Linked DNA regions of Canis lupus: region 1 is linked to region 2. A link is a contact called in public Hi-C data. All regions are on one chromosome and are shown on one strand. Each heading gives the region's core, a stretch centred on a gene start, on an enhancer-like site or on the middle of the called end of the contact. The rest is flanking DNA. Distances are from core to core; before and after follow the strand shown. Region 1 overlaps ABTB2 (ankyrin repeat and BTB/POZ domain-containing protein 2). Region 2 holds the start of ABTB2 (ankyrin repeat and BTB/POZ domain-containing protein 2).

Evidence for each region. A called contact is a pair of places that touch in the nucleus more often than the background predicts.
Region 1: a contact with region 2 is called in a Hi-C map of blood, with 2.2 times the contacts expected there. The contact joins the enhancer-like site here to the promoter of ABTB2 in region 2. A contact is called at or near these places in 2 of 9 Hi-C or Micro-C datasets (both in blood).

Annotation. Positions count from the first base shown.
Region 1 is chr18:33,946,370-33,952,052 of UU_Cfam_GSD_1.0, reverse strand. All of the region lies in intron 1 of ABTB2 (ankyrin repeat and BTB/POZ domain-containing protein 2), which reads right to left. It overlaps LOC111090946 (a long non-coding RNA gene), which reads right to left. Exons shown (of 3, transcript XR_005373390.1): 2 at 2,271-2,337; 3 at 83-2,024. Among named protein-coding and RNA genes, the nearest start is that of ABTB2, 67 kb to the right of the region's middle. Within about 2 kb of position 3,487, at least 3 of the 20 cell types and tissues checked have an H3K27ac peak or open chromatin away from gene starts, as enhancers often do. A contact at or near this core is called in blood, where this site is marked.
Region 2 is chr18:33,879,993-33,884,904 of UU_Cfam_GSD_1.0, reverse strand. It overlaps ABTB2 (ankyrin repeat and BTB/POZ domain-containing protein 2), which reads right to left and starts at 2,281. Exons shown (of 17, transcript XM_038563048.1): 1 at 1,381-2,281. The coding sequence starts at 2,281.

The DNA of each region.
Region 1 (5,683 bases), core at 2,238-4,737, 66 kb before region 2:
TAGGTGGGGGGGGGGGGGGGGGGGGGGTGACGGCGGGCGGTGGGGAGAACCAGACCAGCGGCCTTGACCAGCCCGGGGGCATCACCTGCCCGGGTGGTGACAGGCGCCTGCGCTCTGGATCTCTCACTCTACTCCCCGGGCCTGGAGCACCTGCCAACTACACCAACCACGGGGCCGCATACACACGGACGCCCTCCCCTCCGACCCCGATCCAGACCCCGACAGGGAAATGAGAGCCCATCATTCGGCATCTACTTAGCTTGGATGCACGCCGGCATTCCCTCCTCCGGTCCCGCGTGGGGACAGGGCCGGGGCCCCGGGCACCGCTCTGCGGGGGGGAGTCAGAGGTACGGGCAGGGTCCCCCTCGGCCTCTTGGAGTTAGGGCCGTACAGCACGTCCCCAGGACAGCTGGTGGACGCCCCACCTGCCCCCGCGAGGAGGGTTCCGTCCTGCCCGCCTCGGAACCGGCGTGCTAGACGTTCTCCAGAGCCACCCCGTGGAGGGGACACAGGGGGGCGACGACTTGCCACGAGCCTCCCCTGAACATCAGGCGTCATTTTCCTCCCATTCTGCCCTGGGAGGGGCTGGCACAGCACCGGGACCTTTCACTTCCCATCTCGCAATAGCCTGGGAGGACCCTGGGCCCGGTGCAGCTCCAAGGCCACACGGCCCCCCCATCCGTGGGCGTCAGCTCTGGGTCTCCTTTCTGTATCATCTCTCAGCTGCTGCTACTGAGCTGGTACGGCCAGTTTTCCCCGGCCTGCTGGGTCAAGTTGAGGATAGTTAATTATGACAGCGGGCGAAGGAATAATCATACATCCCGCCGCCCTTTCATGTCGAGAACACCACCACCGAGCCGCACGCACTGCTCTATCGGGTCGGCCGTGGTCGTCTTCACAGGTGAGCGGAGCGACGGCCAGAGGAGGGACCATCCTGCTAGAGGCGTCACGGGGGGCACCGCTGGCCGGCGGAGACAGGAGACACCCAAGCACTCCAAGCAAGGTCGCTGTCACGCACTGGGACAGAGAGATCTCTGCGAGTTCAACTCAGCCACTTGTTGAGCTTACAGAAAAGAGAAACGGCCTCTGGGCATTTACCAACGTGGGAGGGCTCAGAAATACCAGCTCAGGAGTCAAAGTCTTCAGGATCACACCAAAGGCCCTCCAACGGGAAGAATGACATGTCCAAGTAGGAAAAAGAAATTTGACATTAAAGAGAGACCTGTCAAAAATCCCGACTCGGTGTGACTAATAATTCCCCAGACCGCACTGCTGAAGGGTCCTGACCAATTTAGAAGTTTTAAAAAGCATTTAGAATAGACCTTCCTGCTCCCCCAAACTTAATCAGTTATTCTTGGCTGCAAATAAAACCAATGCTGATACTTACTTAAAGCTATATGTCATAATCCAGTTACTATTCTTAAGGGAAAATATTAATACATAAAATCCTTCTTGGCTATATATACCCTGTGGAAAAAATATAGGGCAACAGGATTGTTAACACACGTGTACACACACGCGCGCACACACACACACACACACACACACCCTGGCCCAAGCCTGCCATTTCATCTGCTCTATTGGCATGCACATCTGGATTATATAAATTTCGAGTATGGTTTTCAATATTAGTACCGCTTAGGGTTACAATACTTGACAAATCTCAAATGCCAGGATGTCAAATCAAATTAGCTTGACCAGCCACAGGAGCAAAGGGGTGAGTGGGATGTACAGTTGGAGGGCTGTAATAATAAATAAAAGCTTGCAGGGGACTCATTGTTTCTTGCTTAGCTGGCACAGAGGTTTCAGAAGTGACCTAATGAACTCTCCAATCCAGGAGAACGGTGACCTGCAGATCCACGTCTCCCTTCCTTATGAGGACAGTCTAAGGAAGTGAGCAATGAGGCTGGTGGGGGTCTGGTAACTCATCCCGATTTCCACGGTGCAGCATCAGGAGGACGCTCACATTTTCAAGTGATTCTTGTCAAGGCAATTCCATTGCAAGGCAGTTTTGTGGATTAGTGCTATCCCCAGAGACACAAAATATATGAAAAATATTTTTCGGGATAAATCTATCATTGTCGATCTTTCATAATGCTTTGAGCTAATACTACGCAAGCTAGCTGTTAACAACTAGATCAGGGGCTGGCCCAGGAGATGCCCAATTGGCTGAGAATGTGAGTTTAAAGGCTCAAAGGGCACTACTTGAATGCACAACCCCAGTTAATCCAGGGTCTCAGGAAGAACATATTTGAAATTTCAAGTTTTACCTTTACTCCTCGAGTGCAAGTCTTGCCCCCAGTGGAGGCATCTTCAGGTGGGTCACATGACAGTAGGCTGGTGAGACATTGCATATTTTACAATCAAACCAAAAAGTGACTGGCCACAAAAAAATTACCCAATATATATATATTTATTTTTTGGCCAAGTACTTAAAAATACTTGAATTAAAATCCTGCCATTTTCTAAATGTCTTATTAAAAAATTATGGATTATCTCTTCTTAATGTTTACATATCACTTGTTATAAACTCTTTTAAGATAGTTAGATTTCTTCAGTGTTTCTTTGCCTAGCCCCTAGCAAAGCTAATAGATGTTACATGAAAAAAAAGAAAAAAAGAAAAGGGTTCACGGTGAATTACATTTGGGCACTACTGATTAAACAATGTTAAGTTTGTTCCCGGATTGCAGAACTTCTCAAGAGCCTTGAATGCACAGACGCGTATTATAAAATGCCAAGAAGGAAAGACAGTGTAACACATTTTCCAAACATATTTGGTCATGGAAACTTTTCCTATGGGTAAGGACATGATCAGTGATCTGAGATTCACTTTGGGGATTAGGTGATACTGGAGTCCTCTACTTCATAATCACCACCCCACACCCCCAGAGAAGGAAACTAAGGCTGTCCAATGTGCTGGCTTCCACAATGAGGGAATGGCTGAGTGTCACCAGCTCCTGTGAGCACACAGTGGACAGAAACACAGAAACACGGTCTCCCTCTGGCTTCCCACAGTGCCTTGTAGGGTCTGAGCCTTGTTGGTAACACAGCTTTCCTGCCTGCCAGGTCTTCCATATGTCTAACACTCTGGTGGGAGTAGATGCTGCACAGGTGCATTTGTGAGCATGAAATCAGTGCACACACAAAGCTCTGTGTTTGGCCTTTCCAAGTTGGAGACTCCATTCCAACTTGGCAACATTTAGGAGATATGCTCCAAGTCAGGCTACTACCACAAACAGGCTGGGGAGATGCCCAATCATCGTGGCCACTGAGGACATGCAGTGGACTCCAAAGGCTGCCATGAACCTTTTGGGTGGCCTAATGCTTGAGAATGCCTTGTGAAAGACGCAGAAATGCAGCTCTACAGGAAAGGATGCATGTGTGCACAGAGGTCCTGCTTTCCTCCTAGTGTTCTGACAGTCACGGGGGGAAATGAAACAGAAAGTGGAAATCATCCTCTTACTTCAAAAATGAAACCTCAAAAAATGCACAAGCCACCTACTTGATGCAGTAGAGTGAGGGCGAATGAGGCACGGTTTCACTCCTCAGCATGGGCATCATCGTTTCCTGAAAACTCACACTGCCATGTGCTGTGCACGTGTTCTACAATTTCGTCTTCACTGCCTGAGCCCTGTAACCAGTCTACTACTGACCCCATTTTATAGATAAGGCAATGAGGCCAGAGCAGTCAAAGATCCAGAGATGGAGGCAGAGTGAGGATTTGAACCCAGGTGCACCTCGTATCATAGCCTGAGCTTCCCCCACCTATCCATCCAACAAACATTCAGGAGTCCTTACTTTGGGCTACCTATTGTGGGGCTAAACGGATCAGAGGGGGATTTTGCTCTCAAGGAGAAATAAGATGTCAAGAAGAAAAGGCCTGAGGTGTGGGGATGCAAACCCCAGAAGGCACTAGCAAGCATTCATAGAGAAAATGCCTTCTATAACCCAGTCACTATTCTAAATGCTTTTTATAAATAAACCCATTTGATCTTCTCAAGGATCCTAGACAGCAGGTACTATTATCCCCATTGTACAGATGAGAACACTGAGTTGAGAAATGGTCAGAAGCTTGCCCCAGGTTACACAAGCAGAAAGGATTAAGCTGGGGCAGGACCCTGGTACATGCAGGCTTGATCACTATCCTAGACATCATGGCAAAGGAAGGTAAGTCTGGAGCTAAGATGGTGAGTTAGACCGGGCTAAGTTCCCAGGCTGTGTCTCCAGCTCTTGCCTGCTGGGCTGGTTGGGCTCCAGCATATAGGTCAGAGAGGAGAGCCTCACACAGTTCTTGCTGTGCCTGCGTGGAGTGCCCTCTGCGGAAGCCTTCCGTCACCCAGCCCCTTCCTAGCCCCAACAGCTGCCCCGGGGTTCCTCTCTTCTTCCCATTTTCGTTTTAGGAAGGCACAGCTCTACAATCTGTTGGCAGTGATTGTTTTCACAGCCCGGGTCTGGGAGGCACCATAGCTGTCCCAAGCCTTCGACCTCAGATCCCCTATTACCAACCTAATATGCATGTCTAGTGGGATCTGCCTACAGATAAAGATGGTCCTTCAACCCTTACAGAGTAGACTAGGCTAAGCCCTCCAGACTAATAGACAATTTAAGCACCTCCCATTCAGCCAGATACTAAGGGGGCTGCTTTACATGTCGTCACTTCTAATCCCTACAACCACCCTGTTTTACAAAGAAGTTAAGTAACCGTAACCTGCCCAAGGATGACCCAGTAGTGGTAGCAGCAGAATGCTAAGCGAAGAGCTGGTGAACTCAAAATCCCTGGGTGTCTTACCCTACATCCTGCTTTTCCTGAGACATGCATAGAACTAAAGAGAATATAATGAAGACAATGGAAGATGCCCTGATTGTGATACAGATAAAGCAAAGAGGAGAGGTTGTTGTAAGCCAAGGAGGAGGCTGTGTTTGGAGGGGCCATGGCTGCCTTACATGGGAGAGCCTGGAACATAAATGTGACGAACAGCTAACAGCCCTGCAGGAATGAGAACCTCTGCCCCAACCACGGTCTCAGCAGGAGCACTGACACCCAGCAGAGTCCTTCCTGGACCTGGAGTGTGCACCCCAAATTGCATGCAGGCAAAGGCATCCCTTCCGTGCATATCAAGAGTTCTTCACTATCTGCCAAGTATACAGCAGGAGTTCTCTAAGACCTTCTCACTGAAACTGTCGATCCTGGTTCCACCCAGGCTGGCTGTCCTTTGGTGTGGAGGTCACTCTACTCTGCAAGCTGGGCTCTCAGCTCTGCACTGGCTTGAAACCACCTCACGTTCCCCTTTTAGCACAGCTGCCCACACCCAAGCCGTGGATCTGCTCTGACTTCTACTAAAGTCCAGGGTGTGGCCCCATAGGTACATAGAGTGTCAGGCTTCCCACCCACTTAAAAGAGCCTCTGTACCTCCCCTGAGCTCTATTGTTGAGGTGATTTTGCAACTATCACCAACCCTGGGCCAACCATACTTGGAAATCCTAGCACCGACCTTTGTGGCCACCGGCCAGGCAGGCCACTGAGTTCTGGAGGCCAAATAATTTGTTTTCTTCAGAAAACCCAGATGATTCCTAAGAGCCATATGTCGCAATGAAGCTGTACTCCCTAGTTCCAGCATATTGACAGCTAATTCTCTTGAAGTCCATATTAATGGATACAGGCTACATTCCATCCCAGGAAGGA
Region 2 (4,912 bases), core at 1,032-3,531:
TCCCCCTCTGATGGCTAAAAGCTTGAACTCTGGAGCCTACCTCGCCTCAAATTCCAGCTTTGTCACTTAATATCTGTGTAATTTTGGGTAAATTGCTTAACTGGCGTGTACCTTGGTTTCCCCAGCAGTATAATGAGAATAAGACTATAGGGTACCTACCTTATTGGGTTGCTGGGATTTCCTGGGTTAACACATGAAATGCTAAGAACAGCAACTGACATACTGTTAAGTGCTCATTTAAAATTTTAGCTACTTGATGTCAAACCACATTTACATTTGACTCCCTTTTCAGTACCCACCTGGCCTCGTCCGCGGACTACTTGCTTGCCACTGAAGGCTGTTCCCAAAATGGCCTTCCAATCAGATTGCAAGGATGCCTCGCCATAGTACCATTCTAAATAATTTATGGTTTGCTGACTTCTGAAATTGGAGTCTGGTAGGCAGTTTGCTGTTAAACGTATGTCACACCCTAACCTTACCAGGGAGAAGGTCAAGTGCTTCCCTTCCACCCTTTGCACTGAAGCCCTGTCCTCCTTCAGAGAAATGCAACTAAGTACTCAGTGTGGTTCCCTTCTCAGAATGCACATCATGCAGTTTCCTATCCCCCACACCTCTTCCCCACTCGCCAGTTTACTGGGTCATCTTTTCTTTCAGGAAAGCCCATAAGATTGTGCATTTAATACAACACATGGGGCTTTAATCAATTGCTCACTTGACTGGTGACAGCTTAAGAAGTTCAGGCCCCTGGGAGTCCGTATGTGGTTCTCTTTCTGGAAAGGGGATTCAGGAGTCACCAGCTTCCACTGGCCTGAGCACAGGCAGTTAAGAACCCACCAGAACTTCTCCGCCTTCCAGGAGAAGGCCTGAAGTGTACATCCTTCAACCCAGCAAAGCCCAAGGCAGCTGCACCTGATCCTGGCTTTCCTGCCCCCTTCTTCCCATCCTACTGCTTGGGTGGACCCTCTGGCTGCTGCTATTGGGCTGGAGAGATCTAGGGTCAGAGCCACAGTCGATCTGCTCCGCTGTTGGGGAAAGACCACGCGAGACACGCAGTCCAGCAAGGCAAAGAGCAAGGCAGGAGGGGGTTCAGGAATGGCTTGGTCAAGAGCCTCAATCAGGGAAGAGCACCCAGGCAGTGACAACGCCACGAGGAACAGGATTGTCAGCTTTATCCTCCAAAAGCCAGTCGCCAGAAGAACTATCTCGGGCCAGAACCATGTCATGGACTCCACCCTGAGAACAAACGTCTTCTCTCTCCCAGGTCCTGGCACACCCCCCAGCGTCGTTCGCCCTAGGAAATGCGCCCGGTGGGGCAGCCCAGGGAGGGGGATGTCCCTCTCCCGTCCGTCCACCGTCCACCGCCGAGGCCCGCACGCTTACCGTTGGCGTTCTTGCCGCAGATGAGATGTTCGTAGGGCTGCAGGACGCCCCAGAGCTCGGCGTCGTTGTTGATGACCATCTCCAGGGCCTCGGCGGACACCTCCCCGGGCCCTCCCCCTCCCCCTCCGCCTCCGCCTCCCCCGTCGGGGCTCTGGCTGGCCAGCACCCGGGCCCGGATCTCCTCCACCAGGTTCTCCATGCAGGCGGTGAGCGAGATGGCCGCGTACTCGTGGATGCGCACGGAGATGCGGGTGTCCACCATCCAACGGAAGAAGCGGCCCACGGAGAAGGTGAGGCCGCAGCGCGCGGACTTGCCGCGGCGCAGCCCGTCGCCCGCGCTCATGCTGTACAGGGACAGCGCCTTGACGGCCGCCAGCGCGCAGCTCTCGGCCAGCGCCCAGCTGTGCACCAGGCGCACGGCGCTCTGCACCTCGAAGCGGGTGCACTTGGCGTGCAGCACGCTCAGGCGCTGCGCCTCGCGGGCCACGCGGATGAGCGCCCTGCGGAGCAGCCCGGCCAGGCGCCGCGCAGCCTCGGCGGAGAAGGGCGGCAGCCGCCGGCCGCCCGCGCCTTTGCGCAGCACCCGGGCCACGTCCCCCTCGGTCCAGGGGAACTCCTCCAGCTCGGGGAGGCGCGGGCAGCGCGAGAAGAGGTCGGCCACCTCGGGGTCCTCGGGCAGCACCGTGTTCACCGTGTCCCAGCTGTTGTGGCGGCTGTTCATGGAGCCGGAGTAGCACCACCAGGCCGCCCCGCGGTGCTGCTGCGCCGAAGAGGTGAGCGCCTGCGAGTTGGACTTGGACGACGACAGGCTGAGGGAGCGGCACGAGTCCCCGGCCCCATACCCGGAGTCCAAGGTCAAGTCCTCCAGCGTCTTCAGGGTGGAGCTGTACGTCCCGGCCATGGGGAGCGCGCCGGCCGCGGCCTCGCCGAGCGAGGGGCGCTCACGACTCCATGCTCCCCTCCCCAGCGGGCAGGAACGGGCTCTAGGCTCTCCGGGGCGCCCTCCTTCCTCTCGGCGGCCACATGGCGCGCCCGCGGGCCGCGGGAAGGTGCGCGAGCCTCGGGGCGGCCGGGGCGGCCGGGGCCCCCGCGCAGCTGTCAGCGCAACGGCCCCCGCCGCGCCCGCTCGGCCCCGCGGCGCGTCCACTGCAGCCTCCCGCCAGCGGAGCGTCCGTCCTCCGCGGGGAAGGGATCCCGAGCGAACAGGGCGGCGGCGGGGGGAGGAGGAGGAGGAGGTGGAGAAGGAGGAGAAGGAGGAGGAGGCGGCGGCGGCGGCGGCGGCGCGCGAGTCCGGGACCAGCCGGCGAGAAAGCGCTCTGCAAACTTCTGCTCGGCGCCGGCCGCCCGCGCCGCTGGGTACCCCGGCCGCCGCCGGCATGCAAATGACCCGGGCCGGCCCACCAATCACCGGCCGCGACGGGCAGAGGCTGCACCAATGAGCTCCCCGGGGGGCGGTCACTATGCAGATTTCGCGGGGCTGCGGGTGGAACCCCGCGGCGGAGGAGGCGGGGCTGGAGGCCGCGGGTCGCGGGAGCGGCGGGGATGGAGGGGATGGAGGGGATGGAGGGGATGGAGGGGATGGAGGGGATGGAGGGGATGGAGGGGATGGAGGGGATGGAGGGGATGGAGGGGGCGGGGCCCGCGGGCCTGCGAGCCACCCCGCGCCCCGGGAGGCGGCAGCCGAGACCCGGAGCGGAGGGGTCGGGCCTTAGGCGCGGGAGCTGACGGTTTAAAGAGAAATGGAAAGGAGAGGCCGGTGCGCGCTGCCCCCGCCCGCCGCGCAGCCCCCATCGAGCCCTCCGCAGCCGAGCCCCACCGAGGCTGGCGCGGCGCTGTGGGCCCGGGGGTGGGCGTGGGGAGCACAGCCGACTGGGGCGCGGGTGCACGAGCCAGGCACCCCACCTCTCGCCCGGACTTTCTGGCAGGCCTCTCCCGTTTCCCGAGATGAAACTCCATTTGTGTTTAGGGGGGCGGGGGGAGGAGAGACGCCTTTCTTGCTTCTCGCGAAACGGTCTGGTTTTCCTTACGTTGCCGTCCAGGTTCCTGATGACTGGGAGGGCCCCAGGTCTGTGGTCCCCTCCCTCCGCGCCACGGGAAACTAAGGCCGTTTTCTGGACGTGACTCCGGGGGAGAGGGTCCTCACTTGCATCCGAGGCTCACAAGGGTCGGGGGCCTCCCTGTTACAAGGGTACAGAGCTGCTGGCTGTCAGGGGGCTCCTTGGGGTGCGAGGGTGCGAGTGTCCCAGAGTGTGTGCACGTGAGAAATGGGCCCTGGCACTGGCCGGGCTCGAACCCCCGGCTGCGCCACCTCCTGACGGTGGCGTCCCCAGGGCCGAGCCCTGCGCCCCCTTGGGACTCGGGGTGGAATGGGTGCTGACCTCCGAGCAGCGCCGTTGTAAGTCAGCCTGGGTCCGGGCCTGTGTCCAGGAGCGGTCGGTGGGAGCGGGTGCACGCCCGGTCCTGCAGCCAGGAGCACACACGGGCTCCACCGCGCCTGCGCCCCGCGGGGCAACCGCAAAGTCCAGGAGGGGATTGTGCACGCGTCGCCCCCAGGTCAGCCCCCCGCGCTCCTGAATGGCTCCTTTGTGCGGCTCCAACCTCCGGCCGCGAGTTGGGTACGAACTAGAAATGTCTGGTTCGACTCTCTCCTTCGGACATTAATGGCCCCTTTCCCTGTGCAACTCCTTTTTCTCCTTAGCGCTCTGGCTTCATTTCTCCTTTCTTCGGGTCTGTCTTTATGCAATATCGCCGCCTCATGGTCAGAAGTGGGAACGGGGTCGAGGATGGAAGTGACCCGAAAGACGCAAAGTCCGCAGAGATCAAGTTCACAGAGGACACAGGATGGGACTACCTCCGCTAGAACTGAAGAGGTCAAATGTAGGTATTGAGGTTCAACGTGTCAAAAATTCGAAAAACAAATCCGATGCAATTTAAAACGTAGTCGGGGAAATCTAATTTTAGAGCAAATGTTGCCCTCTAATGGACGTTTGGAGGAAAGAAGTGGCCCACAGGGCGGAGGACTGGCTGGCTGGGTTTCTTCTTTTTGTTGTGCGCACCCTTAAGAAGCAGAGAAAATGTCTCAACTGGATATTTACAACAGGGAAAAGTCATCTGGGAATGAGCTAATGCCATTTATCTTATATTTAAATGACTTGATGACATAAAAGTGTAAAGATAAACATGCATACAGCCCAATTTCAGAGTCTTGTGGATATTAAACTACTCTGCAAAGATTTGTTCCATGAAATTCAGCCATGGAAAATACTACTGGAAAACTATTGAGTTTCATTAATAAATAAATTCCAAGGAGAGGAAAAAGATGGTTGGGAACCTATACGTTAAAAAAAGCACTTAAGGCATATCAACTAGTTAGTCATAATGTGTGGAATTTATTGGGATTTTTTTTTTAAGAATCAATAAACATTTGACATTATGAAACAATTGTAAATGAGGAACATCACCCAGATCTTTGCTATTATGAAATTATTGTGTTTTTTAATGTGGTAATGGTAGTGTGGTATGTTTATTAAAT